2 separate regions of the Mus musculus genome follow, and region 2 is linked to region 1. A link is a contact called in public Micro-C data. All regions are on one chromosome and are shown on one strand. The core of a region is the stretch at or near the end of the contact, and the rest is flanking DNA. Distances in the headings are between cores, read along the strand shown.

What was found. Hi-C and Micro-C count contacts between places; a contact is called where the count stands out from the background.
Region 2: a Micro-C map of the G1E-ER4 cell line shows a contact between it and region 1. The contact joins two enhancer-like sites. A contact is called at or near these places in 3 of 484 Hi-C or Micro-C datasets (the G1E-ER4 cell line, large pre-B cells and nephron progenitors) and 1 of 9 other capture datasets (embryonic tail).

What each region holds. Positions count from the first base shown.
Region 1 is chr6:89,257,044-89,259,575 of GRCm38.p6, forward strand. No RefSeq gene overlaps it. Among named protein-coding and RNA genes, the nearest start is that of Gm36735, 15 kb to the right of the region's middle. Within about 2 kb of position 1,263, at least 80 of the 459 cell types and tissues checked have an H3K27ac peak or open chromatin away from gene starts, as enhancers often do. A contact at or near this core is called in the G1E-ER4 cell line, where this site is marked.
Region 2 is chr6:89,536,985-89,539,516 of GRCm38.p6, forward strand. All of the region lies in intron 4 of Chchd6 (coiled-coil-helix-coiled-coil-helix domain containing 6), which reads right to left. Among named protein-coding and RNA genes, the nearest start is that of Chchd6, 57 kb to the right of the region's middle. Within about 2 kb of position 1,272, at least 6 of the 459 cell types and tissues checked have an H3K27ac peak or open chromatin away from gene starts, as enhancers often do. A contact at or near this core is called in the G1E-ER4 cell line, where this site is marked.

The DNA of each region.
Region 1 (2,532 bases), core at 13-2,512:
GAAAAGGAGCCCTAACTTCCTTTTTCCAGCAGAATCAGCTGACCTGTGACATAAACATAATGAATCAGCAAGTTTCTATCATGTAACACACCGTCTAGAAGCTTAAGGCTCAAAAGAACCAAGCTCTGGGCATCTGGGTACAGACCTAACCCAGCTCTACCAGGCTCTCCCATACCTTGATTAATAGATGGGGCCATTGCTCACGCCCAGGCTCCCTAGCTGAGCCTCAGCTTCTCATCCTCCTACAATGGTTGGCTGGCTCACTCCATGGCAGCCTCTGCAGACAGCAAGTTCTTATGCATGTTTCCCAGTGCCCCTTGGCTAAACCAAGTCATAAGGCCGGGCCTATTCCAAATGTGAGTAAGTAATAAACCCCTTCTGGAAAAGAAGGACCGCAGAGGCCTGTGATGAAAGTTAAGCCCAGGGAGAAGTAGAGGAAATACGTGGATGGACAGTTTTACAGGTCAGTCCTCTGGAGGATGTGTAGCCATCCCCAGTGGCTACCACGCAAACTCAACAGGGCTACACCGGTATGGTGTGCAGGCAGAAGCCAGCCTGGGTGTAGCCTACTGCAGGAAGTCAGGAAACTGTGGCTCACGTAATGACATCCTGTCTAAGTACCAATTCCACCCAGCACAGGCTTGCCACTTGCCAGTGTGGCTCCTGTTCCCAGTGGTTCCAGAGAAGTTGGCCATCTATGACTTCACATGAAGTCTCTGGAGTGTTGAACGTTATCCACTAATTAAAACTCTTCCAGTGCTCCTGACAGCATCTGCGCTTTGGAATGCTGTATAATGATGATACCACATGCCACAAGGGATGTGTCAACCCTGAAGGGACATGCAGCTCCATGAAGTCCTTGTGTGGCTACAGAACCTTTGGCCAGGGGCAAGCAGGGGGGCTGGGTCCAGACCCTGAATTCCCTGGAGGCTGGTTTAGGAGCAGGATATTGGGCTGGGGGGGGGGGGCGGCGGTGCTTGAATAGCAGAACTGCAGACACTGGAGTCAGGGTGAGGAGGCTGGGAATGCCACAGGCAGGCTGCTGGCTTGAGATAGGCTCCTCTCTCATCTTGCTGCTGTTCACCTAGGTGGACATAGACTTCTGTGCTCAAGAAAGCCAGACCTGACTGGGCTTCCAGGTCAGCCTTGGCTGATTAGTGTTGGGAGCCCAGGAAGGCACCGTAGTCTTTCTACAGTAGCTGTAGCTGTTGTTCTGCAGTGTCTGCAACAACGAGAAGAGCTGGGCTGGAGCTGGGGCAGGCGGGGCAGGGCTGTGGCAGATGACTTAAGGCCTGGTGACCTGATTAGTTTTGTTATTTTGACTCAGCTAGAGTTATCTGGAAAGAGGAACCACAACTGAGAAGATGCTTGCTGTAAGATTAGCCTGTGGGCAAGTCTGTGAGGCATTTTCTAAATGGTTAATGTACAAGGGCCCAGTTTACTATGAGTGGTGGCACCCCTGGGCAGGTAGTCCTGGGAGGTCGAAGAAATGTACCTGGATGTCAGCCTGAGGAGTAAGTCAGCAAGCAGTGTTCCTCCACAGCCTCTTCAGCTCCTGCCCCTGGGTTCCTGCCTTGGATACTGGCTCTGCCTTCAATTCATGGTCGACTGCTAGTTATAAACTGAAGTAAATTAAAGTTTGCTTTCTATTACTGCTCTAAAACACCATGACCGAAGGTAACTTGGGAACTCCCCCAAGGTTGGGTTAGGGTTAAGAATCAGGGAGACTAAAGTTAAACACCATGAAAGACCACAAGTCTCTAGAAACCTGCACCCTGGAGTTCCACCTACCAGGGACTCCAAGGATAAGACTGAGCCTACGGTGGCTCTGTCTCCAGCTCATAGGGGAAGCAGATAGTCTACGGAAGGCCTGGTTTCTCCATTTGTGTGACTGTGTGTATTGAGGCCCCGGCCCGGATCCCAGGCCAGGGGTTCTGAGACAGACACTGCTCATCTTCTGGGTGGGGTACTACTCATGTGCTCCCCAGAGCTTGGCCTCATTCAGATCCTCACACAGAGTGGAGTCCATCTGGATGGCTGGAGTACTACGCTGGCCACAGGATATCATGGCAATGGGAACCTGGAAGAGAGGCCTGGGGTAGAGCGGCGGTGCTGTTATAAGAGGTTCAGAGCTTACTAAAGGGACCCAGAAAGCCAGGGATGCAGCATGCTGGAATCAAGCTGCCCACTTCTGCAAAAGCAGCTGTCTAGGTGTCCAGCATCCAGCATTAGGGCCTGCTCTTATCTAAGATGAGCTACCCTACCTGGACAGGTCTGAGTTCCATCGCCATCCAACCTGCCTTCTGTCAGGGTTAGTACATGGCAGGGCTGCTCCTGAGTCCCCCAGGGATGGCTAAGCTATACCAGAATCCCCTCTAGAGAGGAGAAAGGAGGAGCAGATGGCTAGCTGGGACTGGGGTTCCTGGGAGCTCCTAGGGAAACTGACACAGCGTGGAGGAGAAAATGACAGAGTGGAAATTAGGTCAAACTCTGAAGGAGGAGAGAAGAGCTGGCGTGATGGCAGAGAGGGGC
Region 2 (2,532 bases), core at 22-2,521, 280 kb after region 1:
TCTTCCTTCAACCTATCCCCAAACCCTGCTGCGATTCCACCTGCTCTAACCAACTGCTGAACAAAGTACTGATCTGCTAAGGAAAACTCTGCTGAAAACACACCTGGTCTGATTTGCTGCTGAAACGGGGATTCTCCCAACTTGCTTCACGAGACTTCCTTCCCAGAGCCTCCCACAGCTAGCTGCACCATGTTTGGCTTTAACCTCAAGTGCTGATTTGGGGCCTCCATGCCTTGGGGAGATCAGACTCTAGTTAGAATTCAGTGTAGAAGCCTAGCAAGGTAGGAACCTTAGGAAATGGGTAGGTCTCAAGGAGGAGAAAAAGAGCTGCCTGGAGGGCAGATAAGGCTGCTGTGGAGGTGGTCGGCCAAGGCAGGCAGGTAACAGGTAGCCAATGATGAGGGCAGGAAGGACTCTGAAGCTTGACAAAGTCTGATGCTGTGTTTGTCCTCACTTTATCCCTGTCCTAGGATTCCCAATCTAAGAAGAACATTATACCCAAACGAACCTAACACATTACCACCTGTAAGAAAGAATACAGTCATTTTATCACCACAAAGAAAAACACACTTCAGGTAAGACACCACCAACAAAAGTCAATAGTGAAGGACTGAAAACATTCATCTTAGAACTCTAGATGCAGTGCTAGCCACTACTTACCAGCTGGCAGGAGGTGAGCACTAACCATATAGAACACATGGCTATTTCTATCAATACCTAACAAATGTACCCTCCAGGTTCCTGGGTTACTGGAGACGTGCCTCACAGATGATGTGTTATAGCTGATATATCAGCTATAATCCAAACTACTCTGGGAATATGCTCTGGGGCTCTCTCTTGAAGTTGCATGGTAGTGTTCAACATGGTTACCAGCATACAAAATGAATTAAACTATACATGTGCAAAATGCAACTAGGAAGCCATATTGTACCAAAACAGAAACATCTACAGCTTAAAAGCATACTCTCTATGGTGAGATGTCTGAACTATTCAAAGAACAGCAATCTCCAAACAACTCAGTACAGAGTACATTCAGGTCTCACACCCCACCTACGCACAAGGCAGCACCCATCATGAGACAATACTGAGTTCTTAGGCCATGGCTCTCATCTCTGGTCTCTGCTAGATTCTTTGACCTGGCCCTCAATGGTAGTAAATCCCAATTCAGCTTATGCAGCTGCCTGTCACTCAAGGGAATCTACAACTAGAGTCTTCCTACTCGCTCAGGAACCTGCTAACAACCTGCCCCCTCTTATCAAATTCCCTCTGTTCCAGAGATGGCTGTGGTTTCTATCTCCTGACTAGACTACTAGACTATAGCTGATAGGCAATACATTACTTCCTCACCATGGGGTGTGTGTGTGTGTGTGTGTGTGTGTGTGTGTGTGTGTGTGAAAGGAACTGATGGTATTTGTCCCAAATCTTTACAATTTAAGTAAAAAAAAAATTTTTTTAAAAGAGGCACCAATGCAGTAGACTCATGCCTTCCTATTCTTTCTGGTAGTATACTAGAATTATACAACCAGCTAGCACAAAACCAGAAGATGACTCTGTGATAAAAGGAAGGCTGTCTGACCAAAGGCCTCATGACTCAGCACCAAGTCCCCTTAGACATCTGTAGGAGCAGCCACATCAGAAGGCTTATACATGGGGTTTCTATTGCTTCTGATTTCAGAATACCACCAGAACCCACTGCTTAAACTGTGGGTCACAACTACATATGGAGTGGTACAGTGAAAGGTTTGTAATGACCAAAAACTAATTCAAAATCAAATGCATAATGAACCCAAGGTAGCTTGGCAGCACTCAAGATATCACATGGCTGATGTCACTGTAGCTTTGGTTCTGAACACACAGTATCATTACACGACACACCACCAATGAAGAGTCTGAAACCCTTCAGCTTCCTCAATGGACGTACTGTTCTTATAGAAGCAAAATGGATTAGTTACAGAAAACAACAGCTTTCAATGTTTTCCTACCAGCATTCCTCAGCATATAAGTAGCAAATCAGTATGTCTTTAGATTGAATTGTGTTAGAATGTTTGAGCTTAAAAATTGCTGTCTAAGTTGCTGAGTTGTATTTCCTAAAACACCGTTAAAGGAATTTTAGGATTAGGGCACAGTCTTCAACAATTTCTGAAATGGCCTCAAACATAATTCTGCCATTTTGTCCTGTTTACAAGTTCTCAACATTGTTGATTATAAAACCAAAATATCAGCCAGTTTAAAAAAATGCTATAAATGCTCCCTGTCCTACTGTTATCAAATATTCAGCCAAAAAATAATTTCCACTATAATTCCATAACCATACTGGTGTGTGTGTGTTGCACAAGTATATGAGTACATGTGCCTGTGCACATACCTGTAGAGAGCTGAAGTCAACACTCTGTGTCTTCCTGGATCATTCTTCACCTTGGTTTTGAGATGGATCTCTCATAGGCTAGATGAGCTAGACAGCAGCCTCCAGGACCTGCTTGTCTCCACCTCCCAACAATGGAAGAACAAGAACATGATGCAGCCCATTACACC